4 separate regions of the Sus scrofa genome follow, and all the other regions are linked to region 4. Evidence: chromatin contacts called from public HiChIP or PLAC-seq data. All regions are on one chromosome and are shown on one strand. Each heading gives the region's core, a stretch centred on a gene start, on an enhancer-like site or on the middle of the called end of the contact. The rest is flanking DNA. Distances are from core to core; before and after follow the strand shown. Region 1 has its middle 160 kb from the start of KLF4. Region 2 has its middle 130 kb from the start of KLF4. Region 3 has its middle 440 kb from the start of TRNAE-UUC. Region 4 has its middle 290 kb from the start of KLF4.

Region 1 (6,265 bases), core at 732-3,231, 130 kb after region 4:
CCTTCCCTCTTGGTTACCTTCCCTTCCCACTGGTTCTCCCTGCTTTCTGTCTCCCCTTTAGGAGGCCAGAGAAGAGAGAAAAGCAAAGGAGGAAGGGAAGTGTGCAAAGGGAGAAGGGAGAAAGGGAGAGAGGAAGAGAGACATTCCACTTCCTTTTTGTTAGCCCCACCTTGAAATGCTGTTGCTTGTGTTTCATAAGGAATTAGAAATGATTAATGATTCACAAGAAACATACACACTGAACTTGAACCCAGGAAGACTGGGCTCAGCTCTGGATGGCACAAGTTAGGGAGAACCAGTAGAGCCTATAATAGTAGGTCCCAAACTCTTGACCTCAAGGTCCATCCCTTTCCAGCTGTGGTTTTATTTTGTAGCATCTATTTATGGAGAAAATATTAAAGCAAAAAAATCTATTTATTTAGGAGCACTCTAGGGTAAATTTATACTCATTTTATACAATAGCATCCACACACTTGAAAGTTCATTAGTGCACAGTAACCTACAACAAAAGGTAAATAACACATGTGGACGAATATCTGTAACATACATGATAGGCCAGGGGTTAATGCCTTAATATGTAAAGAGTTCTGACAAATTAATAAGAAAAAGACAATTCAATGGGGGAAAATGGATAGAAAGAGACGTTTGCAATGGTGTTCACAGAAAAAGAGATACAATTATCTTAATTTCTCTCATAATGAAAATATCTCTATATATGAAATATAATTTTTCTTTGACCTAGTAGAGTAGCAAAGACTAGAATGTTTGAAACTTACAGAAAAGTTGTGTCAGGAAAACGCCACTTTAACGTTCATCCCCGGGAAAATGTATATGGGAATAAATTATTTGGAGGACGATTTGACTACATCTATCAAAACTAAAAGCATACTATTTGCACAGAAATTCCACTTATAGAAATTTATGCTATATATAAAATCACACACGTTCACAGAAGGTATCAAATGAGCTGGACCGAGTGAGGGGCAGATAGAATGCAAGTGTTTTTTTCTCACCCTTCGAACTCATTTACCTGGTCCTCTAATTCACAGAATGTCTCTGCAATTTCAAAGCACACTTCAGTGTATTTACCAAAACTCTGAATAAATTTCATCCCAACTTCATCATCATCTCCGACCCTTCCTCAGCTGCTCTGCTTCAAGCGTGGATGCCAGTTGTGGGGGAGAGAAGCAGGGCTGTCTATTCTCTTCCACATCACTCCCTCCTCCTCACCTCACTACCTCCTCAGGATGGACTAGATGAGGGAACAGAGGAAGGGATGGGCTTTCACTTGCCTGGTACTGCTGCCCTCTGGGCTGGGTGGCTGGTGCAGGTCTCCCAGAAATCCCACCCTTGAAAACTTGCCTTGAAAGAAGCTAATTAGGCTTCCTCCTTTGTGCTACCTTTAATTTCTGCCTTAGGTCCTGGGCATCCAACAGTTCTTCAGTTCTTTCTGAAAGCCTGCTGGGAAAAGTCTTTCAAGTGGCTCCAGTCTCTGAGTCTCTCCTTCTGTTACTTTTTAAATCTGTTGATTGATTGATTGATCGACTGCCTTTTGAAGGTCACACCCACAGCGTATGGACGTTTCCAGGCTATGAGTGGAATTAGAGCTGCAGCTGCCGGCCTATGCCACAGCCACAGCAACACAGGATCCAAGCCACATCTGCGACCTACACCACAGCTCACAGCAATGCCGGATCCTTAACCCACTGAGCAAAGCCACGGATAGAACCCGTGTGCTCATGGATCCTAGTCAGATTCCTTACCACTGAGCCTCGACAGGAACTCCCTCTGGTCCTTTTTTTAAATGCGCATTATATAGGTGCTTCTAGCCTTTGCTGGCTGAAGGGTTAAGCCCTAAGCCCTACCCAGCCCAGCCTCCTGGGTTTTATGCTTGTGAACTCAGGTCCCAGAGACCAATGCACGTTCTTCCAGAGTCCCCTCCAAGCCTTTCTCACTCGACTTAGTCCAAGTTTCACTTTCACCGGAGATGAGGGTGGGGAGGGACAGGACACACCCTGACAACACCCTCCAAACCCTTCCCAGCCTCTCCCTGTCATCTCTGCCACTTCCTGAAGGCTGGAGTCAGGGGATGGTCCATGCTGGCAGGTCTGGCTGCGCAGTCTCAGCAGGGCCTGCCTAGGTGGGCTAGCACCTCATTTAGGACTGGGGAGCTGGGAGACATTTAGGACTGACTGTGTTGTTTCTAGGGATTTGGAGCCTCAGTCAGACACGGAGACTAAAAGAGCCTCATTTTACCATCCTGTTATATGTATGTACCACATACATCATTTACAGCACTGTTTGTAATAGGAAAAAATAACCTAAATGTCTGGTAAGTAAATCATGGAACCACCGTATGATAATCTGCATATGTCATTATAGGAAAAAACGCCACATGATATATTAGGAAGTTAAAGAAAACAGAGTGCAGAACACTGTGGGCTCACATTTGTACATGAGTGGTTTTAAAAAGACATTTTGTCATATACATGGTTGGATCTGCACAGAAATTCTGGGGAGTGGGGTGGTGAGCAGACCTACTATTCATTGTATAACTTTTTATGCTTTTTAAATTTATACGATGATGTATTAGTTTTATACTGTTGAAACCTATTATTAAGAGAAAAAAAGAAAGAGGTGCATACTATGTATGGTTCCTTTTTATTTAAAAAAAATTTTTATTACTTATTTTCTTGACCATGCCTATGGCATGAGCAAATTCCCCAGCCAGGGTTTGAACCCTTGCCACAGCGGTGACAACTGCCAAATTCTTAACAGCTAGGCCACCAGGGAACTCCTAGGATTCCTTTTTAGAAAGCCTTGGTTTTATTTACAAGAGCAATACACCTTAATTTAAACAATATAGAAACATTGGCATTCCTGTCGTGGCTCAGTGGATTCGTTAATCTGACAAGTATCTATGAGGACACACGTTCCATCCTCGGCCTCGCTCAGTGGGTTAAGGGTCTGGTGTTGCTGCGAGCTGTGGTGTAGGTCACAGACGTGGCTCGGACCCCATGTTGCTGTGGCTGTGGTGTAGGTGGGCTGCTACAGCTCCGATTCGACCCCTATCCTGGGAACCTCCAAATGCCACAGGTACGGCCCTAAAAAGACTATATATATATAAACACATAAAGAAAAAGAAAAAGAGATCTACAGAAAATATCTAGAATGAAAGAAAGTGGAAAATATATAGTCCATGACATTTTTTAAAAACCAACCTCCCACCCTCTCTCCGCCCTGCAAGGTTGGCGCTTTTAAGAGTTAAGTGCACACCTTCTTCCAGGTGTTTCTCTAGGACTTGACAACATATATAATTTTCTTTACACCAAAAAATGGAATTGCACTCTACAGAACGTTCTTAGCCTGATTTCGGTTTTCACTTTAAAGTATACCTTGGACCGCCTTCTAAGCCAGTCTGTAGAGACCCTCCCCATTCTTCCCAGCCTTCCAAATGATATGCCTCGGTGTTCCCCACATGCACACGGCTATTTGACCATGACTTTTAACAGCTATAGTGACGGCTCTTCCACAGGTCTGTGCGCTGGAACACCACCCCCATCCCATCGGTCCCTTAGGTAGGGTTGCTAGGACCACAGGGTTGACAGACACCACCTGAATTCCATACACTATTTCCAGCCCCGCCCCCAGTCCCTCACCACACATTCCCCCCACCCCAGCCCCCGCCCTTCGACAACAGCTCTATGTGAACGGCCTTCTTGACCACTTATAAACCACACTGAGAGTCTCAAGACCTACAGACAAGGACCCACGGACCTCGTGAGAGCTTCTCCATTGGGGCCTGACCATCCCTACAGCCACGTGGCAGAAGAAAACAGGAGAATGCAAAGGACTGCTGTATTTATGTTACACAGCCTTAGATTAAATGTGGAATGGAAGGCAAACCAGCCTCATCATCACTAAGGTAAAACGTAAATCATCTATGAAACACCTTGCCTGTGTCCAGCACCTCCGAGCCGTGGACCCAGGCCCCTTGCAGGACCCCTGTCTACTCTCTTCTGCCCTTAGATAACTCTATTGAAATGCTCCGACCTAACAGAAAAGCAGAATCGATAACGGAGCCCATGGAGGTTCTGGACATCATGTGAGAAAAGAAGGAAAGTCACTTGGTCTGGAGAAGAAAACGGCCTGGGAAGGATGAGGGTTGTCACAAAAAAATCTCCAAGGCTGGAGTTCCTGCTGTGGCTCAGCAGGTGAAGAACCTGACCGTATCCATGAGGATGCAGGTTCCATCCCTGGCCTCCGCCTCACTCAGTGGATTAAGGATCCAGCATTGCGGCGAGCTATGGTATAGATCACAGAAGCAGCTCGGATCCCATGTTGCTGTGGCTGTAGTGTAGGTGGCAGCTGCAGCTGGGATTCGACCCCTAGCCTGGGAACTTCCTTATGCTGTGTGTGTGGCCCTAAAAAGCCCAAAGAAAAATCTCCAAGGCTGTCCCCACGGATAGAGGAGCCGGCTGAGTGAAGAGCAGGAGCAGAGACTCGGAGCAACAGGCAGGCAGATTTTAAAGGTTAGACCAGAGATTTCTTTCTAAACTTCAAAACTGTCCAGAGCTTTCAGGGGAAGCAGCAGCCAGGACTAGAGACAGTGACATCTGCCGAAACCAAGGGGAGACAGAGGCCAAAGTGCATGGCGTCGCAGCAGCATGGTTGAATAAGTCCAAATGGCTGTCCCCAACAAGTCACAAGTGCTACATTTATTTTTTTTTACTTTTTTTATTTTTATTTTTTGTCTTTTGTCCTTTTAGGGCTGCACCCACAGCATATGGAGGTTCCCAGGCGAGGGTCTCATCGGAGATGTTGCTGCCGGCCTAGGCCAGAGCCACAGCAACGCCAGATCCGAGCCGTGTCTGCGATCTACACCACAGCTCATGGCAACGCCGGATCCTTAACCCACTGAGTGAGGCCAGGGATCGAACCCACAACCTCATGGTTCCTAGTCGGATTCATTTCCTCTGCACCACGACGGGAACGCCTACATTTATTTTATTATTTTTGTGAAATCTGCCTACGTCAAGATTTGGTCTATGCTCTTCCATCTCAGAAACCTGATTGGATTAGGACAGAAAGAAGAGTGTCTCATGAAAAATTTATATCAACCAAACACCAAGAGGGATGTGTCAACCAGCGTGCCACTGCATTCACTTATAAGGGGAGATAGGCAGCTGTTCATCGTGTACACCAGAAACTCAAGCCCTCCTCATCAAACATCCTTTTGTCCTTGGCAGATGGACTCAGTGGGAATGGCTGTGTCCGTGGCATTGTAATTCTCAAGGTCTGTTGGCCAAGGCTCTGGCTTGTATGGTGCCAGGATGGGCTCGGCCCAGGCACTGCTGTGACTTCCTTAATCCTCCTAAGCATGGCTGGGGAAACCACCTTCAGAATGTTCCACTCCATATATGTACGACCGAGTCACGTTGCTGTGCAGCTGAAACGGGCACAACGTTGTAAATCAACTATATTTTAATAAAAAGTGTTTTAAAAAGAATGTCCCACTCCATCTTCTAATACATAGTTACCTCAATCCTGTCACTGACAAGTCCCGCTGGTCTAGGAGACTCTTTAAGTTGACTTTATGGATTTCCACTCTGGCTTATCATATTGGACTTTCATGTCTCATCTCTCACAGGACAGACAGATCCTGTGCTGGTATGAAAACATCACTTGGAGTTCCTGCAGTAGCGCAAGGAGATCAGCAGCATCTCTGCTGCGCCAGAATGCAGGTTTGATCCCCCGCCTGGCACAGTGGGTTAAAGAATCCGGTGTTGCTGCACTTGTGGCATAGGTCGCAACTGTGGCTCTGATCTCATCTCTGGCCCAGGAACTCCATATGATGCTGGGCGGCCAAAAGAGAAACAAACACACACACACACACACACATACATCCCTGGCACCAGAAGAGTGGAGGGAATTCTCACAGACCAGCTTGCTGTGTCCTATAGTGAGAGGCAGTGTGGAGCTAAGAACAGACTCCCCAGACCGAATCCCAGGTCCCTTACTACATGACTTTGGCTAAGTTACATAATCTTTCTCTGCTTCAGTTTCCTCTTCTGCAAAGTGGAGGTAATGACACTATCTGCTGAAAGGGCTTGAGGTGAGGGTGAAATGTGTTTATAAACCTAGTTGGCAGGGCCAGGCTCTGATAAAAACCTTGCCTCCCTTTTCCTCACCATGAGACAAGTCACATTCTTGTCTCCACTTCACCAGGGAGAAAGCAGAAGCTTAGCAAGTGCAGACTGAGGGC
Region 2 (6,883 bases), core at 682-3,181, 160 kb after region 4:
AAACAGAAGGATCTGTTGACCTTGAGAGGTGTAGGGAGAGAGCAAGAATAAACAAGAAAGACCCCAAGCTCCCAGGGTGAAAAACTGAGGGAGAGGAGACACCATTATCGAGGGCAGGGGCATCAGAAGGAGACAGGATGAGGAGGCTTCCCGTTGGGCCTTGCAGAGCATGAGGGGAACATCAAAGATGCAAAATGTCCCCATGAGATCTTAAAACTACCTCTTGGTGGGTGGTATAACCACAGGTATATTGGATCAGATGGAAAAGTACACTTGGCTTAAATTACAGCAGCTCAGGAGTGTCAAGCTTTGGGGGGGGGGAGGGGGCTAAATCACCCCAAGATTTATGAGTATGTGGGGAATGGGTTCGGGTTGAGGGACATTGTTCTCACATGAGCAGCTGTGAGGGGAACCCAAGTCTTTGGAACCTGTCCAATTCCTCCGAGGGCATACAGGCTCGACCTTGATGTGACCTTTTACTGGGTCTTAGAAAGAGATGGAAAAAGCCTGCCCTCCCAGGAGAGGTGACAGAGCAATTAATAAGGCAGAGTCTAAAGCTTCAGAAATGCAAGGATCCAGGTGCTGAATTCATCTGTTCTAAAGATGAAAAAACAGAAAATCCTCTTTTGGTTCCTATTTGGGTAAAGTTGGACATAAATCATTCTTTGAAAAGGTGTCCGTGGGTGCCTTTGGTTGGAGGGGCTCAAGCCCTTTCCAAACATTGCCTCATTAATCCTGGCAAACACCAGGAGAGAAAGCCTGGATAGGCGGCACCTTTTGTGTCACTGAACAGATGAGACCTGGCCTCAAACTTAAAGACACAGGCAGGTTCCAGGTGGACTAGGACAAGGCCCTGCTGGCTGGTGTTAGCTATGCGTGAGTTGTGGGGAAGGGGAGTGAGGAATGAGTGTGTGTGTGTGTGTGTGTGTGTGTGTGTGTGTGTACTCTCTGTGTGCTTTTAGTTTTCCTAATTGTCTCAAACCAGGAAAAGAAAATGAGGCCGCAGCCCTGGAGGCTGGGTGACATGTTATGAGGAAGTCTTATCTTCTTTGAAAATGCCAGATTTTGGCAAAGATTGAATCCCCTTTTCTTGGCAAGCTTGTCCTTGGTAAATGCTTCCTGTTTATTTCAGCCCCTCCACATGCGTGGACATTACTGCAACGGTGCAGTTCTAACCTGAAAAGCGGAATCAGGAAGGGGACTGGGAGGAAGAAAGAGCAAACTCCAACAAGGGATGCTGGAAGTGTCATTTGCTGCCTTGGGATTGATGTGGGTGTTGAGTCCGGTTTGGTATTTCAAAGTCAAGGAAAGATCTAAAAGTACCAGTGCCTTAGAAATGTAAAATACTTGATACGGTCGCTCCTTTTCCTTCTTTGTGAAAAGGAAAAAGAAATAAAAGAGAAAGAGATCGAAGAAAGAAAAAAAGAAGAAAGGACAGAAAGAAAAGGAAAAGGAAAAGAAAAAGGAAAGGGGAAAAGCGAGGCAGAGGCGATGGCGAGCGCAGAATCGCGGGATCCCGGCTCCCTACCCGGGAGAGCGGAACACTTTCCTCCGCGGCCGCGGGCTCGGAGCTTTTAAGGGTTTCTAATCCTGGAAGGCTGTCTGACATCACCCCGTTTCTTGTCGGCTGATGTTTCGTACAAGCCTCTCATTTCCTCAGTGTTTTCAGAGCACCAATTACTGCAACAATCTCGTGTTTATGTTTGCTCTCTCTCCTGCCTCGCTGGCCCTACGCCTGGAGCCTTTGCCGCTTTCCGACGCGGGGAGCCCAAGGGGGCTGGGTGGGGGGGAGCGGGAGGGGGGAACCTGGATCGGGCACTGCAGAAAAAGGGAGGGGTCCCCCTTAATTTTTTTTCATTGACTTCAGCACCATGTGATCAGGAAGTCTGGCCTCCCTCCATTTCCCCTCCCGACTAAAGGGAAACATTGTGTAGCAGCCGCCGCGGCCACTGGTGGGATGGTCTTCGCCGCCTGACGTAGGGAGATAAAAATAACCGGCATATTTAAGGCCTGAGCAGGAATCCCGGCGCTCACACGCGGCCTGGTCAGTTCCCGAGGCCGGCTGGGCGCGGGGCCTGCGGGGAGGCCCGCGCGCTCCTGCGCGCACCGGAGCGTCGCGAGGGCCAGCGCCGGCGACCTGGGGACCCGGGCCCACCACCCAGGCCAGCCGAGCCTCGCGGAGCCCCGGAGAAGCCGGCAAGAGCAGCCTGGCTCGAGCGCGCTGGGCTGGGCATGGGTTCTGGGTCCTGCCTCCCTGGAGACGGGAAGGAAGGATGCTGTGGCAGAAGGAGGGTGGCGGGGAGCCCGAGGGCACACACAAGCTGCCGCTAAAAAAGCCTGCCTGTCCTACACACCATGGTACCCACTCTTTCTCGTCAAATCCCCCCTCTCCAGCCCCTTGAAATGCTGGAACTGCATCCTGCAAAGCAGGCCTGGGAACAAACAAGAATCAGCCTCCTACACTCCAAAATGGGACAAATCCTTGCAATGTCCAGCAATTTCAGAGGCGAATACAGACTTCCTAGAAGCATGCTATCCAGCCACGCTACAGATTTCCTCAGAACTCCTCACCACTGCCCTCACCTCTGACCTGTCCAGGGACCAGCAAAATAGAAAAGGAGGAAGTGCCCCCCTCGATGAGCCCACGTCCCTGTCTCAGCAGCACAGACACGGTGAACAGTACATGACCCTGTCTGCCATCCCACTGTTTCCTCTTGCGTGCATTCATTTAAACCTCACCAGGGAGGTTCCATGACCCCTATTTTACATGAAAGGAAACTGAGGCTCGGGAGACATGGAATGGTTGCCCAGTGCACGCATGGGCATTGCTTCCCTGAGCCTTAGTCGCCTCCCTTGACTGCATTCACACAGCAGCATGGATGTATCATTCTGGAAACCACCTTTCTTCTGTGCCTCCTACCCCCTAAATAAAATGAATACCAAGCAAAACAGTGGTGGTGAGCTTTCCTGCTGATCTGTGAAATAACAGTTCTGCCCTTGCTCTGGGCCACAGAGAAGTTTTGATTTCAATTAATAATGGGAAATCTCCCAGCCTTCTGATGTCTAAAGGAGCAAGATATTTCAAGATTTCTGGCAGAGTTTTTCACCTGAGCCCAACGTGCTGATGAAAGATGAAATGACACCCTTAATTGTTTTGGCATTGCAGAGATAACGCAAAGCTATTATCTGGGTGGAAAAGGCAAAGATGTTTCATTTAGGGAAAAATCAGTAATTTTCTCACACATGAGGATCGAGACTCCAGGGCTGAATCCCTAAAACAATGCCTGATATTTAAAGCATTCAACCCGTAATAGTTGGACCACATGAAGAGGTTATGGGAATGTGAGGGACAGCTCTCAGAGACAGATTGGGTTATACGTGTTTGTCTTTGATGACTGCAGAAGCATGATCCCATTTAACCCTCAGGTAACTCTAGGAGGTAAGCATCATTATTATCCCTACCTGGCATATAGGGACATTATAGCACAGAAAGAATTTACCCAAAGTAACACAGTTAGAAAGTGCTAGAGCTGAAATTCGAACCCAGGGAGTCTGACTCCAGAAGCCAAGCCCTTAACCACTAGGGTAAATCCAAAGAGGTGCCCATGAGACGTCAGGGAAAGGGACCTACCATTTACTAAGCATCCCCTCTGACTCAGTTTCCACACTTGCTCCTGGACTGATGGTCCAGCATCACAGGCTCCAGGCCCTCAGACAGATGAGTCAGGAAGCAAGGTGGGACCAGGGGTTCCAAGAAGGCAGCCTCCTCTTCTCTGTTTTTCTAACCCTGACTCTCACAAATGCCTATTCAATTGCCCCTTCTGACAGAAGATTTCTTTGGCCACTGCCAGCCCAGCTGTTCAGTTCCCCTCTCCAACCCCCCAGGGAGACCCCATAGATGACGGCATTAAAGCACCTGTCACACCTTGCTCACCGGCCTGCTCTCCCACTGGTCAGGGAGCATCTTGAGGGCAGCATCAAGGTCTGATTCAGCTCTGTAATCCCAAGTACGAGTCCAGGGCCTGATGGCCACTCCCTGAATGTTTGCTAAATGGTGAAGGAATAGGTACAAGACCTCCACCAGCCTCTTAAAAGTACAGCCAACACCGTAACTCCTAATTTTCTCTCTCATCACCCTTTTCCGTTGCACCACTGAATTTGTCACAATTTGCAATTGAATCTGTTTCCTTCTCCTCCCCCCCAGTAATCCATGAGGGCAGGAACCCTTCCATCTCCCCACTATCGTATTCCCAACATCTAGTAACACGCCACACACATGGCAGACACTCAGTCAATGCTTGTGAAATAAACGAGTGAATGAATGAATGAATGAATGCACCTATACTCCTTGGAGCAATTCTTACCTTTCTCTGTATAACAAGTTTATTCCAAACTATCACAATTGAGCAAAGCCACTTGAAATAATGTCACTGCCCAGATTGTATTCATAAAGTCAGTGCTTTTTGTTTGGTGACCACTGCAAATCCCAGTTTCATCCATATTGATGATAAGAAAGACTTTAAAGGGGGGTTATTGAATGAGGCCCTTCTTCTCATACAATGTGGGCTCCAGTGACCACTATAGTTGGAGCTACACACAGACTCCCTTTATGCCCCTCTGTTTTCATTAGCTCGGGTAACTTGCCAAAGAGTGATCCTTTTGGGCTGAAATTTTCCATGCTGGGTCTTGGCAAAAGGTGAATTTTGGGGGAAAGTTTGAATAAAATCCCTTCAGCCATTTTTTAGTTTGATGAGGGTGAAAAAAAAATACATTTTTTTCTTGCTTTTAATTGAAGACATTTTTAGGACACAGGAAACTCCAAACCAATTGAACTTTGAAAACTTGAAACTCATGTCTAATCCCATTTAAGGAAACTGTGGAAGTGATTGGGGACTCAAAAAAGGTTTTTTTTTTTTTATTTAAAAAAGAAAAACAAAACTAAGAGGTAATTGAAAAATCTCTTTATAGTCTTAGCAATCAGGACATTTTTTCCCACTTGGGCTACATAAGTCTTTCTGTGATTCTAGCAAATTATAAAAGCTCAGAGCTGTTCCGAAAGGATTACAAAACTTGGGTTTCAGTTTTTCTGCCATGACAGATGATATTATTCACCCTTTTTCTTTTGTCTTGAGAATCTTCTCTCAACATTGTACCAGGAATATATTATTTAGTCCATAGCCTCAGAAAATAAAAGGGCCGAAGTTCCCAGAATGAAAGGACCACTCCTTTGAAGCCAAACGTACAACTTGCTTTCCAAAGCTTTCTTAGACAAATGCTAACCGAAATATCCTATCTAACATTGGATTTTCTCACTACTCACGTCAGTATCAGATTCTTGCTTTCTTATTCACTGGAAACTACCTTAGACTAGTCATATTATAGTTCTGGCCACAGAATTATTTTCAAAAAGCAGGGCTTGGCTGGAAAATCAGGAAAACCTGGGTTTGACTCTCTGCTCTTGTAGTTACCAAGCAAATACCTTAACCTCTCTAAGACTCAGTTGGCTCGCTTGTTAAACAGGGATAGTATTTACTCATCGGTTGTCATAAGGATTAATTTAGGCCCAGGACCCTCAACAGTGCATGGTACAAAATACATGCTCAGTAAATGGCAGTGTCTTCTTTCCGCCCATCCCCCACCAGCCGCTGCTTCATATTTATCCTGTCTTCATATCTCCCAGTTGGCCTCTCACGTCTTTTGGTTCTCAGTTGGTCATGGTGTCTGATACAGTCTGAGGCACGTGGTGATTCTTTAGCAGAGAAATGCAGAACAAAATCTGTAGCGCGCTGGCCATTTCCAGTGACACCAGCAAAGATTTTGCCTTTACCTCTTTCCTTGTCCTTCTCTCTTCCAGGATATAGATGGGTGATTTGATGAATGTACCAGTCAAGGCCTCCTGTTCCCTTTACATGATCTGCAGACTGAATCCTGGCCTTGATTTTCAAGTTTCATTTTAGCTCAGGAATTGTCTGATAGCCAGGATTTGTTTAGGTTGCTCATTCACCTTGGTTATATATTCAAAATCAACCACGTCTCAAATGATCCTCTTTACATGTAGTTTTATTTAGAAGTGAACTGGCAGGGGACTTTCAACTAACGACCTTTGTAGGGCAAAAACCGCCCCTATTCGAATTTCCCCACTGCACAGACCCAGAACCACTCCAAAGAAGAAAGCCCTCTAGGAGCTCAGAAGGAACAGGGAGAGAGGGAAGAAGGACCCAGTTTAAACCACCATATCTCCACCCACCCTGAATAATGTAAATCTGAACATTCATTTGTTTTTTTCCCTTCTGCAAGGTTGGCTGGCCTCCTTGACGCTCCTCTTTCATAGTTTAATTTTTTTTTAAATTAAAGACGGTTGAGTCCCAGCCATGTGCCATTTCTTTTGGCAGGTTTTGTATCATTTCATCCTCATCTCTTTTTATAGACCCAAAACGACAAGCTCAGAGAGCTTAGGAACCTTGCCTTCAGTCACACACCTAGGTGTCCATTGCATTTTAAAAGCATTTTTGATTTGGAAGTTCCCCATTGTGGCACAGAGGAAACAAACCAGACTAGTATCCTTGAGAATGTGGGTTCAATCCCTGTCTCTATCAGAGGGTTGGGGACCCAGTGTTGCCATGAGCTATGGTGTAGGCCTGCAGCTGTAGCTCTGATCTGACCCCTAGCCTGGGAATTTCCATATGCCGCGAGTGAGGCCCTAAAAAGCAAAAAGAAAGCGGAAAAAAAAAAGCATTTTTCAAACTATTGCCTTTGGCATGGATAAGTAATGAGATCCTGCTGTATAGCACTGGGAACTATATCTAGTCATTATGATGGTGCATGATAATGTGAGAAAAAGGAATGTATATGTGTATCTGTGACTGGGTCTCCCTGCTGTACA
Region 3 (7,297 bases), core at 4,019-6,518, 190 kb before region 4:
CTTCCATGTGCTGTGGGTACAACCCTAAAAAGAAAATAAAGAAAATAATATTAATATTACTTCATTTGAAACCACTAATTCATGAATTTGGATATATAAACAAATCTTTTTTTCCCATTTATTTTAAAAGTAATAATTGCTGCTACCAAATAGATGGTTTAATACGGAAGGTTAAGTCTTAAATTTGAAGTATACACAGTGGCAGTTACCTGTGTTCATTAGGGTATGTGGCTCCTTAGAGTGTCTGTGTCAGGATGTTTCAGCTGGAGTGTGATTAAAAAAGAAAATACCTTTTTACTATATATTAAATTCATACTAAATTACACACTCAAGTCTATTCTGGGGTTCTCTATTCTCTTCCATTAGTTATATAGCTATTCTTGCAATAGTACCCAAAACTATTTCAATAACATATATGGCATATATGATATATAATGCTCTATGTATTACATATTATTTACATATGTGTATAGTATATACTATATGTATATATATATTTTAAATATATATGTGTGCATATATGTGTGTGAAATATATGCATGTGCATATATGCAGATTATATATATATATTTCACTTATATAATCTGCATATATGCACACATTCAAATTTTGAGATACTGAAAAAGGGCTGTAGGATTTCAGAGGCAAAATAATTTGTTTGTAATATCAGAAAGTTGAGAACAATTTAATGAGTATGTGGCATTTTAACCATACCTTAAGGTAGGAGTTGGTTTTAAATGACAAATCAATGAGCATTCCAAGAAAAAAGAGTTGCTTTAACAAAATGACAGAGGTAAGAAAACGTTGATGGTGGCTCTGGCCACCATGAACCCATAAGAGCAAGTGTTGTAGCTTGGTTGGAATGTAAGAGATGTTTGAAAAAGAATACGTTGGAAATAAAGTTGGGGGAGTCTGATGGGGCAGGCTCATAGAAGCCCCAAAGACCAGGCTAGGCAAGATGAACCATCCTGATCCTGGGGGTAGGAAGGTGCCTTGGAAGGGTGAGCAGTGGCATGGCCTTACCTGTGTTTTAGAAGGATGGCAGGTGAGGAGTAGCCTCAGAGGAAGCCAGACGGAGAGAGGAAGAACAATCAAGTCACTGTTGCAGAGTTTTAGGCAGAAGGTGCAGGGACCTAAATAAATTGCAGTCAGAGAAAAGTTTCAGCAATATTTTGCTCAGCATTTTCTATTTTCTTCCTAATACACTGTATTAAAAGGAACTAATTCGGGGATGGCAGAGCTAAATCTTGTATTTATGCGACAAACAGAGTAGAAAAGGCGATTTTCCCACTTTTTTCTGCCCTGAAACGCCTTCAGGGTTCTTAAAGTATTAAAAATTGTGCCTTCTGAATATATCTGAGTATCCTGGTAACTGATGCTCTTTTAGGAGAGTGGCTCTGGCCAGGGCCTTCTGTCTTGTGCAGGGTTTCTCACTATGTACACTTTGGACCAGATAGTTCTTTGTTATGGGGACTGTCCTGAGCATAGATGTTCAGTAGCATACCCGGCCTCTATCCACTAGATGCCAGTAGTGTCCCCCAGCCAGTTGTGACACCAAAAAATGTCTCCAGACATTGCCAGATGTCCCTTGAGGATCCCCGTTTAGCGGGCTCTTAAGCCAAGTGTTCCTTCTGGGTGGATTGGTAGCAGTTCCAAGAGGCTAGTAAAGCTGAGATGGTGGAAAGCACTTGGACTTCGGCGTTGGGCACTATCCCAGCCCCACTACTTAGTAGCTGTAGGTCCTTAGTAGCTGTAGGACAAATCGCATATAAGCTCACCAAGCCTCAGTCTCCTCGCCAAGAACGTGAAGATAATAATAAGTACTTGAGTGGATTGTTTTGAAGATTAGATGAGATGACGTGTGTGTAGAGACAAATGTAGTGCTTGGCATGCTGTAGTTCTTCAGTAAATATGTGCTGACTCAGATGCAGTTACCCTCATCACTTCGATGCAGTTTTTCTTGAAACAAAGGAAGACGTATCTTGCTGAAAAATGCTTTCAAATTCCCAACCTAAATCCAAAGCTTTGGGGTCCTCCTCCTTCCCCAGCTTCAGGGTCTTGCTTCTTTTTCATATAGGGCAACAGGAAGAATATTGAACCGATAACCAATAACCCAGGGTACATATCCATCACCAACTGCCTCCAAGTCAGTATCTGAAAATAATTTTGAGTCGTGCCAGAGCAACCAAGAGCAAACCCTCCTCCTGGTAGGGCCGCTATGGCAGTTCCACTGAGATCAGAGCCTCTGGAATTTTAAGGATGAGAATATGAAGAGCCGAAAGCAGTGGGCCTGTGTTCTACCCATGAAGGTTCCAGAGGGTAATTTCTTCTCAAGTTTAATGTGTCTCTGATAGCTATTCCCCCACCTCCATTTTCTCTTCCAACTCTTCTCCTCTCTTTACTAAGAGTTGATTCTTTCTCCTCAACCTTTCCTCTTTCCCTCTCACCATCTATGGAAAATACAGCTTTTTTTAAATTATGAACTCCATTCCCTGCTTTTCTTCCTCTCATTCCCATGTCATCATCTCCTTCTCTGCCTCTCAACATCTTTCTCTTAACTTCTCATTAGGTATTTACTATGGACTTTTAAAAAATTGTGTTCCCTGTTCATGATTTTCAAAGTAGAAGACTTGAACATTAAATTTCTTTTCATATTCTAATCACATTTTAATTAGATGTAAATTAAAAAAAAAAAAAACCTTCTGGACCCCTAAGTAGAAAGATTTCTAGAACTCTTGACACACCAGCTTCGTCTCTTTCCCTCTTCACTGTTCTCACCGAAGTCTGTTGGGATTGTTGTAAGCTTTTCTTAGCAACTGGTTTAGGCAGAGGTGGAGGGATTAATGTGCAAGTGTAGGAAAAACACTGGGTATTTAGAGAGCACTGTTGTTTCAAGAATCTCTGGAGAGCATAGCTACTCTTAACAAGACTAGAAATAGAATCATTAGCACTCACCTCAGCTGGATTCCTGCACAAAGGAACAGTTAAACACCACCTGTCCCCTCCTCCTGCCACCCTCACCCCAGTACAACTACCCTTTTCTTCCACTTCCTCATTCCCCTGGCTCTCATGCAGCCAAACATCCCAGGACCTTTGTCTCTTTGACAATTGTCCTATAGCTGCTGGTGTAGGTGGTGCTGGAAACTGAGGGCTGATACTTATCTTGGGCAGGAGCCGAGGGAAACCTCCTTTTTCATGTAGTGGGCGCTCATTGTGGGATGGAATGAAGACCACGGTTACCCCATAGCTGGGGGTGGAATTTGTATCTTGAAACAATTCCCTGTGATTTAATCTTTAGTACTTTGTATAACATGTCTACACACCAAATAAATACAACACAGAAGGATTTCAAAGAAGTACCAGCTGTTTTCATAGGTTGATCAGGTAAGGGTGAAAAATAAGCCAGGGCAATAGTTTACTGAAGTTTCTTCTGGAAAGTGCACACCAGCTTCCTGGGAAATTTTACTGGCCTGGGCCCGGCCCAGGATGTCTTCCATGGAGACACACCCAAACCTTTTGGAGAAGAAATCCAACAAGCAACCAACAGAATGGACATATGTACATGAATTCCCACTCTGCAAAACCCAGCCTAGACATCCTTCCATTTGTGAAGCCTTCCTCATTGCTCAGAGGAGACCACTTGGCTTCTTTCTCTTTGCTCTCTTGTTTATTGCTCTTGATATGCTGCATTGCAATAATCCTTTTTCTTATCTTTCCCCATTCCTTGATGGTAAAGACAAAGTTTTATCCTGCTCTGTATCTATACAGGTCTACACAGAGCCCAGCCCAGACTAAGACTAATTAAAAAAAAAATCCCCTTGCGAGGACCAAATCCCACCCATTGCCTATTTTTGTAAATAATATTTTATGGGAATACAGCCAGGCTCATTTGTGTATATATCATATATTGCTGTTTTCTTGCTACAATGGCAGAGTCGAGTGATTGCAACAGAGAGCATACAACTCTCAAAACCTAAGCTATTCACTATCTGGCTCTTTACAGAAAAAGTTAACCAACCCCTAGACTGTGGCACCCAGCCAGTTTGAGTCAACCAAACCGTTACCACAAGAATGTTAACTAGAACTGGGGAGGCCGGAGATCCTGAAATGAGAGAGTTCATTCCATCTTCTCTCACAAAGACCTTATCTTTTGCTTCAAAAACCTGGAACCCATATCACCTTTTCTTTTTCCACATTTGGTTTTTGTCCTCATTTTTCACCCCTCCAGGGTATTTCTTTGATATGTTTTTCTTTCATTCCAGTAATGGAATATGATTTATCCACTAAATATTATTTTTGAAGTGTGTTTTATATCGTAGTAAATAATACTAATACCACCAAGTGCAAAAGCAAAATATATACATTTACGTACAGCCTAATTTTGCCTAATATTTTCAAAAAGCGAAGTTTGAGGACAAAAAAGGAAAAACTGTACTACAATATCAGGAGTGATTGCTTCTAGATAGCTGAGCTTGGGTGATTTTCACTCTTTTCTTTATACTTGGATATATTTACAATAGTAAAAAAAAAAAAAAAATTCCTTCACATCTGCCAACTGTTCTCTGATTTAAGCAGTTCTGATTTCAGTGCCTCTGTTATGACATAGACACTATCTCTAATAGGCCCTCCCACATTGCTACATATTAGACTCACTCGTAAATCCTACCTATGATTCATCTGCATCGTACTTGTGAAACTGCATTAGATGAAAGTGACTGTGTATGTGGAGAATATCGTTAGCTCTATTTTTTATAATTTGTAAGAAAAAATCAGGTCATCCCCAACATCTAATTTGTGATGTTAATTCTACTCCTCAAGTCTATTTTTTTTTCAATTGCTTTCTTTAATTAGATTTTTTCTTATCCAGACTTCCAGCTTCTGCCAGAGGCTAAAAGGGAAAGTGGCATATACAGTGTAGGTAAAGTGGGAAGACAGTGAGGCATGGTGCCTTCAGAGGTGGGTTCCGACTCACCTTTGCTGCCTCCAACATATGATCTTGGGAGAGACACTCCAGCTCCCAGAGCCTTAGTTTTCTCATCTGCAAAATGGTAGTACTAACAACTCACTGGGTTACTGAGAGAATTAAAGAGAGCAGTTTTCATGAAAGCTCTTATGTCAGTCTAGTACCCAATAGGTGCTTGATAAATTGTGTTTTATGAAAAAAAAGAAATGCTTTTAAAAGCAGGGCAAGTACTTGGTGTGGAAGGAAATGCAAGGTGCTACCAGTGAAAGAGCCCCAGGAGGAAATAATACTTCCTGTCTCTCTGACTCAGCCAGAGCAGGAAGAACCTTCACTCACATGATCTATCAGTCACATTGTGTAGTCTATTTGAAAGAGACCTGAAAGATGAGTCAGGGGATCCGAGCCCAGATTCGCCTCTACTTTGCCATGCAGTTGTAAATGGGTCCTTTTTTGATCAATTGTAACATGAAGGCTTTAGCAAGAAGTTCTGTGAGATTTTAAGTTTCTCATACAAAGAGGCTGTGGACTCAAAAAGATTGCAAAAACTTGTCATGTTGATCAAATGAGCCAATCAAGTTTTGGTTTTTTTTAAATGTCCCCTCTAGAATGGAGACATGCAACATGGGTACAGCACTTTACAGTTTACCGCATGCTTTCATAGCCATGCTCCTCAGAAGAGAGCTGGGAGGTGATAGGAAAGGCAAATATTATGATCTCATGTAACAGAGAAGCAAAACAGGCCCATGGTCACATAGCTAACAAATGATTGAACCTGGATATGAACCCAGGTCTGCCTAATACCAACTTTTGCAAACTTTCTGCTCGACTAAGAATACACTTCAATGTTCTGGTTTACTGACCTGGAAGACCTTAAATTTCCAGTGAATCCTTTATTAGATTACTCACATATTTTTTTGTTTGATTTTAGATCTTCCTTGTTCTGCTCTAGGATTTACCAGCATGGGAAATTCATTTGCACAGGGTCATCTGTACAATGTCCACAGTCTAGATTTTATTGAAGGGGGCGTATCTATTGAGAGATGCTCCCACTGCGTGCAGCTAGTAATGTCAGAAGCAGGGAGGGTAGGCTCAGCAACAGCTCTTTATTCCCTGGCCTAGAAGGGAAGAGTCACTTCAAACAGAACTCCCACTGCGTCTGCATGTGGGCGAGGTGACTGCTCTGAAGTAGGAAGTAGCCTGGACTAGAGGCTGAGTGCTGGGTGATTGGAGCAAGCCACCTACCTCCTAGGAGCCCCAGTGTCCTCAAGCACATCTGTAATGTAAAATGTACATCGATCTTATCCTTGTCTTGAACCCATTGGCTCGGGTAGGATGCTTTTCCTCTAAGGAGTCTTCTGTGATTCCTCCAAATAGGCTCATAGATTTTCCTTTCCCCCCTGACATCACAGTCTTTGTCTACTGCATTATCTACTTATTACGTGTATTATTCTTATATGTACACTTACGTACTTTTCCCACCACACAGTGAGCTTCTTGAAGGCAGGGACTGTGATTTTGTTATTTCTCCCTATTTTTTCCCTATCTGAGCTATGCAAGTTCCCTAGGCATTCAGACTTCGTAGTATTGTATCCTGACAGCAATTTCACAGTGGCCTCAAAGACCTTACAGGACCTCCCCTTATCCCTTGTCTCTGAGTCTCAGGCTTTCCCCACATTACTCACTTCGCTATAGCCTCGCTGACTTCCTTGCTGTCTGGCACACTCCTGGCTTGCCTCTTTCAGGGAACTCCTCTATCTCTCTGGAATCCTTCTCCTGCAGAACCTCTAGGCTAACTTCATTGCCTTCCTCATGTCTTTGCTTTTGAGCGCCTCCTCTTAATGACACTGAACTTGACCACCTGTTTAATTCTGCAGCCTATTTCCCAACATCCCCCACGCCCTTCCCACGCTCAATGTTTTTTCGCTTCCACAGCAGTTACCAACTTGGAACATACTGTTTGGTGATGTGACGTTTATTGACTATCTGTCTCCTCCTCCAGCACGTAAGCTCCATGAGCGAAGACTTTTTTCCCTGTTCACTGGTATATCCCATGTCCCTAGAAAAATGTCAGACACATAGTAAATGCTCACATACAGTTGTTGAATTGAATTAAATCTACCTACTTTTTTTTTTCTTTCTCCTTGAGCTTTTTAAATCCCCCCAGAACTGTCAAGCTGAGCTCTTCCAATATTTTGGACCTAACATTTCAGCTGACGACTGTGTCCCCTGGCCTTTGGGTAGACATGACCATAAGGATGTCAGGTCTCGGAGTTCCCGTCGTAGCGCAGTAGTTAACGCATCCGACTAGGAACCATGAGGCTTCGGGTTCGATCC
Region 4 (6,433 bases), core at 650-3,149:
GAGTGGACTTGCCCAGAGCCATGTCCTGTGGTACCATGCTTGCTGCATACATTCCCTCCCAGACCACCATCTAGCATGCGCTCTTCGTACCATCTCAGGTTGAGATCTCTTGGACCTTATCCTTCTTCATTTCCATTCCACATTTGTCATCCCCAAGCAGTCTAGATTCTAGGCCTTGCTTCCTAGGAACACAACCCATGGCCTCCGGGAAATTCTGAGAAGCGAGAACCCAGGGGCACAGCCTTAGACTAGGGTGGTAAACAATGTGTGTATCCTCAAGCAAGTCATGTCTTCTCTTGGTGCTTTGGTTTCTACAAAAGAGCACTCTGGAGTTCCCTAGTGGTCTGGCAGCTAAGGACTTGGTATTATCACTGCTGTGGCTTGGGTTACTGCTGTGGTGAGGGTTCAGTCCCTAACCCGGGAACTTCTGCATGCCACAGGCATGGCCAAAACAACAATAACAACACGGACTTGCCTACCACACTAGGAGACTAAGAGAACATAAAAATGACAGGTATAGGAGTTCCCCTCGTGGCACATAGGAAACGAATCCGACTAGGAACCATGAGGTTGCTGGTTCGATCTCTGGGCTCACTCAGTGGGTTAAGGATCTGGCATTGCCATGAGCTGTGGTGTAGGTCACAGATGCAGCTAGGATCCTGCGTTGCTGTGGCTGTAGTGTAGGCTGACAGCTGAAGCTCTGATTCAACCCCTAGCCTGGGCACCTCCATATGCCGTGGGAGCAGCCCTAAAAGGAAAAAAAAAAAAAAAATTGGCTGTTATATGCAGAATGATCTATAAAAACACTACTCACATGTTGGAGTTTGTTTTTCTATTGGTGGTTTGGGGCTTTGACAAACTCTATATTCCCCCATCCTAATGCCTGGTAGAAAGCAGTTGGATCCATAATTGGTCTCATTAAAGTGAATTATTGATACTAGTCAGATTAAAATATTTGTTGAAATACACCAAAGATTAATATTTAAAATCATCTGCCTCTTCGATGCTCTGATTAATGAGATCTGCCATTTCTTTGTACCCTAGTGGGCATATTCTTCTAAACAGAAGGCTTATGGGGTCAGAGTTCCTTCTCTGGTGCTGGATTTCTACTACAAGTGAGAAAAAACATGAGGACTGCACTTCATTTTGGCAGCAGAAGTGATGGGACCAGGGTAGCCCAGTCCCCCGTGTGACTAGGAGGAAGGGTCAATGTGCTAGAATTTGCTTCTCTTCGACAGATCAGTTGGCCAGCACATAGGCTGAGAATAAAGAGATAAATCTAGAAGCTTCTACTCAACGTCCTCTGCCTTGGCTCACGCAGTCCCACATCCCTTACAAAGCCATCCCTTACATATGAGGGATCCCTGAGTGTTTTTCTCAGAGCACATTTATATTTGAGGTTAAGAACAAAGATGCTTGCTGTGGCATCTTGAATTGTCCAGTGCACCACACGGACCGGTTCTTCTAGACATGCTCATAGACGTGGGATGGGAGAGTCCACCAGGAAACTTTGAGACAGGGCCACATGCGATGACTGTTTGTAAATTCCTCGAATTTTGAGGTTGAGAAAGTGGACTCACAGAGCAATCACTCCTTTAGCGGAGGGTGAAGGGGCATTTGTGAGAATACATTGTGAAAGGAAAGGAGAACTCTAGAATGTGGAGAAACCTTGGTCTTGTGTAAGCATTGCCCTTTCGGATTTTTAAGTGTACCAGTAGGGGTCTGTATGCCAGAACCTAGATCTGTCCCATAGTCCCGCCTGAGTGTCACCACATTCTCCCATCAAGTGTCAAAGGACACAACCTCCCGGAGCTGGAAGCCTGTCCAGGTCGGCCATGGCCACGTTCCCTCCTCGCATTTGCGTTTTGGAGTTTGGAGAGAGTTCTCCCCCAATGAACTTACTCCTCTCTGTCACTCTGGAAGTGACCAGATCATCACGCCCACTTTCCAGATAAGAAGACCAGCCATAGCCTGCCTGCACAAGAAGGAAAAAGCCCATTTGCAGTTATGAAATAATATTTAAACTACTTAGGGATAAACGGAGTGAAGAAATTTCCTGTCACATTTATGCTTTTGGAAAACAGCATTTCCAGAGAGTAAGCAGAACCAAAACCAAGTATTAATTGCCTAATAACCATGGTTTTAACTGGATGGAATTTTATGAGATGCCCCAAATGGGCATGCCATGTTTCTAGGAGAAATGACTGAAAATTTGTCATTTTGATTTGTTTTTCTCAATAGATTCTAGTCCTTTCATTAATCTTTATTAATGGGATGGGTAGGAGATGGAAAGCAAGGCCAAAAGGATGCTTAAATTCTTCAGAATTAGAGAAATGTGACATGTAAATAGACATTCCCTCAACACCCACCCCAACTCCTACCATAGTCTGTCTTGTTTAGGGAATAAACTCATTTTTCTCCATTAAGCCGGCTCTATCGAAAATGTCAGCATGGAATTGGAGCTACTGTAGGCAAGTCTGCATTGTAAGTGCCTGCAAATAAATTGTTCTGATCTGAGACACTTCTTCTTGGAATAGAATGAAGAGGCTGTGTGGTTGCTTGGCACCAGTGTGGGTACAGGCTCGTGGCATGGACTTCCCCAGAACTCCAGAATAGCCCAAGTACTTTGCCACCAGCTCATTTTAAAGAGGAGGAAATGGGGGTTGAGAGGGTAAAAGGCTTTAACTGGCCATGGCAGCTCCAACTGTGGCATAGGGTAGGGTAGGGCGTGTGTGTGTGTGTGTGTGTGTGCGTGTGTGTTTTGAGGGGAAAGGGCAGGGACAGAAAAATTTTCTTTGGGAGGCAAAACGTAGGTTGTCTCAAATGGCCAGCAGAACTCACGTGGATGGAACAGAGTAAGGGGTTGGGTGGAACAGAGTGAGGGGTGGTACAGTTACTAAAAGAGAATAGTTGCCAAGTGTGAGAAGTCTGGGTGTTGAAGGGATTACAAGGAGTTCAGCTGGTCTGTGGATGTGGGTGGAGGTGGCAAGAGAGAAGGGCAGGAGCCAGCTCAAAGACCTCACATCCATTCTGCCTGCCCCTACCTGCCCTGTGGTGGCTGCTGGGTCCCCAAGAATGTGGGCAGACCCCACCAGCGCCCAGCCTTGGGATCTCACCCACTCTCTGGGGTCAGCCGCCTCCTGTGCATCAACACCCCTCAGGTTTCTAGCTCCATCTAGACCAAGTCCCCCGCATGGGGCCACCACCCATCACTCCATCCTCCCTCCCATGAATGGAAGGACATGCTACCGACGTCTAGGGGGAGGCGTTGGGGAGACAGGCAGTGAGAGAAGGACTGGAGAGTCCTACCCTTTGAGGGAGTCGTGACAGGCCCTGGACACTGCTTCTTCCTTTCAATGTTTTATTTATCCACAGTCCCAGAAGGATGGACGCCAAAGGGACCCCATGAGCTCCAGGCTGGCATGGCTGACCTGGGGAGGGAGGTTGAAGTTTGTGGGCTTCCTTTCCAGGGCCTGTGTCCTGCTCCTGCCCAGTGCTGCCATACGGCCCTCCACTGTGACCCCAGGGCCAGCAGGATAGTCACACCAGGCCGGGGCATTGGCATTTGGTGTCATTTGGGTTGGGCAGCTGGTGAAAGATACAAGGAGTTCTCTAGAGCTGAGGCCCTCCTTTATAGAAGAGGGCTTCAGAAATGGGCCTGTCATGCTGACTTCAGGAAGAGCAACACCGTTTTTGCTTGCTGTCTTCAATAATTTGATAGTTTTGAAGAAGGGTGTTTGATTGCTTTGGGAAAAACAGTTACAGAAAGACTGTAATTGCGCTGGTTCCATCCATGGCTGGAGTTGGCTAGTCTGGCTCATGAGAGCAAAAGGAGCATTTATTTCACTCCTCATCTCATGACCCATGAGGTCAACTGGGTAGCTTGAAGTCAGCCATGGAGAGTGGCAAATACTTCCAGTCACCCCTCGTCTCATCTCATGTCCACACAAAGCCACCACTCAGAGCAGAAAACTTCTTTTTACAAATGAAGTACAGAATTCTAGTACTTCGGGATGGCCTGAAAAAGTGAGAAATAGCACACCTTTAACAAGCACTTGTTGGAGTTCCTGTGGTGGCTCAGCAGAAACCAATCTGACTAGCATCCATGAGGACGCAGGTTCGATCCCTGACCTTGCTCAGTGGGTTTAAGGAGCCCGCGTTGCTGTGGTGTAGGCCTCTAGCTACAGCTCCAATTCCACCCTTAGCCTGGGGACTTCCATGTGCGGGTGCGGCCCTAAAAAGACAAAAACAAGCAAACAGACACATGTCTGGCAACCTTCAAACAAACAGACATCATTTTTAAAATGTTTTTATTTTTTTGCTCCAGAACGGGGCTTCTTTTCAGAGTACAATAACAGGAGACCTGAATTTGGAATCAGAAGGCATAGGTTTAAGTCAGAGCCTCATCACTGATAGGTACATGTGCTCTTGGGTTAGTCTTTGAGCCTTAATTTCTACATCTCTAAAATGAGGTTGACAAACCACTTCCCACCATCTTCGTAAGGAGTGAACAAAATAACAAACATTAAATATAGGGTTTTTGGCAAGTAGCCATTCATAAATGAATAAATGGACTAGAAAATGTGGGAACTATCTTGTCAACCAAATGAAGAGGTCCCCTCTTCCTTTAAGGGGAATTCCCTCCCTCCTACTGGATTTAACATTGCTCTGGGGGTCCCTGGGCATTTTCATCTGCACGAACCCACAGTGATCCCAGCCCGCTGGGCAGGAGAACTGCAAGGGCAGGTCAGGGAGTCTTCACTGCCTTCCTTTGCCCTCTTTGCTGGTGGTGCTGGCGATGACTCCCTCAGGTTTCCAAGTGTGTGAGGAAGAGCGGAATGTCACCCCACCCCCAGCAAGTGGGCCACTTTGGCATATTGGTTCTTTTGAATCACAGCCACTTCAGAAACAGCTTGAGGGAGTTCCCATCATGGCTCAGTGGTAACAAATCCGACTAGTATCCATCAGGACGTGGGTTGGATCCCTGGCCTCGCTCTGTGGGTTAGGGATCCAGTGTTGCCAAGAGCTGTGGTGTAGGTTGCAGATGAGGCCCAGATCCCACGTTGTTGCTGTGGCTGTGGCTAGGCCAGCAGCTGCAGCTCCAATTCCACCCCTGGCCTGGGAACTTCCATATGCCTCGAGTGCAGCCCTAAAAAAATAATAATAATAATTAAAAATTAAAACCAGCTTGGACAAGGACACTCTGCTCCTCCTTTGTCCTCCTGAAAGCAGGAAGTAAGCCTCCCCTGTGAAGGGGACCTGCCTTGTACCAGGAGGTAGCACATCCTCATCACCAGAGACAGGGAATTTAGGGCAGAGAAGGCTGTATAAACCCACCTTATTAATTCACACATTTCCTGTCCCAAGCCCAAACCCCTTTGTCTTGTCAATTCTTTACATATGTATTGTTTCTTTGTCTAAATGGTATCAAAGCCGCCTGCCTTGGTCACTTCTTTGAGTTTCATATTTTTATGGACTCCCATATGCATGTGAAGTTACATTTTTCCCCTGTTACTCTGTTTTATGTTGATGTAATTATCAGACCAGCCAAAGCACCTAGAAGGGAAGAGTTTGTAAGAAACAGATCTTAATAACTGTGCCATGCACAGCTTTCTTTCTCTAAGATCTCTGGAGGAAAAAAAAAAAAAAATGTCTGTTGCTGAGAGTCTTAAAAGAATGAGTCCTAGGAGAAGGTGCAGTGTTCTGGTTACTATTGTAACAAATTACTCCAACACTTAGTGGCTTAAAATAGCTGTTTTTGTGTACTTTCAGATTCTGTGGGTTGGGAACTTGGAAAGGGAGCAGGTTTGACTCTTTCCCCCAGTATCTGAACCCTCGGTTGGGAAAACCGAAAGACTGGAGGTGACTCAGCAGCGAGGGATTGGAATCAGCTGGAAGCGTCTTTACTCACACATCTGGCTGTCGGTAAGGACCCGGGGTGGTGCTGTGGGCCCGAGACTCTGCACGTGTCCTCTCCTTGTGACCTGGGCTTCCCCACAGCATGGCAGCCTCGGGTTTCTAAATATCAGCTCAGGACTCCAGAGGCAGATGTCCCAGCTTCAAACGCTCAAAGGTCCCAGCTCACTTCTCAGCCCTGATCTTTTATGATCTGGCCTCAGAAGTCATGCAGCATCACTTCTGCAGATTTCTGCTCTTTCCGAGCAAGGAAGGAGCCCTGCCCACATTCAAGGGGAGGAGAATGAGACTCCACCTTTGGATCCGAAAGTGACAAGGTTCTAGAAAAGAGTGTGGAATGGGAGTTGCCACCACTGTTGGAAAATATGATCAGTCCCAGGTAGCAATGGCTGTTTCTCCCGCAAGGCCTTCGCCTGCCCGTCTGTAGAATGTGGTAGCTACAGCTTGGATGCCTGCCCTTGGCCTTTCCAAGGGTCTGCTCCTCTCCAAGCCCAAGGCTGGGTCAGGTTCATCATTT

The links. HiChIP or PLAC-seq counts read pairs in DNA pulled down with a chosen protein or histone mark.
Region 1: an H3K27ac HiChIP or PLAC-seq map of alveolar macrophages shows a contact between it and region 4. The contact joins two enhancer-like sites. A contact is called at or near these places in 2 of 2 datasets of contacts at active chromatin or transcription factors (alveolar macrophages and skeletal muscle).
Region 2: an H3K27ac HiChIP or PLAC-seq map of alveolar macrophages shows a contact between it and region 4. The contact joins two enhancer-like sites. A contact is called at or near these places in 4 of 47 Hi-C or Micro-C datasets (brain, heart right ventricle, omental adipose tissue and 1 more) and 2 of 2 datasets of contacts at active chromatin or transcription factors (alveolar macrophages and skeletal muscle).
Region 3: an H3K27ac HiChIP or PLAC-seq map of alveolar macrophages shows a contact between it and region 4. The contact joins two enhancer-like sites. A contact is called at or near these places in 2 of 2 datasets of contacts at active chromatin or transcription factors (alveolar macrophages and skeletal muscle).

Annotation. Positions count from the first base shown.
Region 1 is chr1:248,769,772-248,776,036 of Sscrofa11.1, reverse strand. No RefSeq gene overlaps it. Among named protein-coding and RNA genes, the nearest start is that of KLF4, 160 kb to the right of the region's middle. Within about 2 kb of position 1,981, at least 7 of the 83 cell types and tissues checked have an H3K27ac peak or open chromatin away from gene starts, as enhancers often do. A contact at or near this core is called in alveolar macrophages, where this site is marked.
Region 2 is chr1:248,736,774-248,743,656 of Sscrofa11.1, reverse strand. No RefSeq gene overlaps it. Among named protein-coding and RNA genes, the nearest start is that of KLF4, 130 kb to the right of the region's middle. Within about 2 kb of position 1,931, at least 56 of the 83 cell types and tissues checked have an H3K27ac peak or open chromatin away from gene starts, as enhancers often do. A contact at or near this core is called in alveolar macrophages and omental adipose tissue, where this site is marked.
Region 3 is chr1:249,088,327-249,095,623 of Sscrofa11.1, reverse strand. No RefSeq gene overlaps it. Among named protein-coding and RNA genes, the nearest start is that of TRNAE-UUC, 440 kb to the left of the region's middle. Within about 2 kb of position 5,268, at least 8 of the 83 cell types and tissues checked have an H3K27ac peak or open chromatin away from gene starts, as enhancers often do. A contact at or near this core is called in alveolar macrophages, where this site is marked.
Region 4 is chr1:248,898,592-248,905,024 of Sscrofa11.1, reverse strand. No RefSeq gene overlaps it. Among named protein-coding and RNA genes, the nearest start is that of KLF4, 290 kb to the right of the region's middle. Within about 2 kb of position 1,899, at least 2 of the 83 cell types and tissues checked have an H3K27ac peak or open chromatin away from gene starts, as enhancers often do. A contact at or near this core is called in alveolar macrophages and omental adipose tissue, where this site is marked.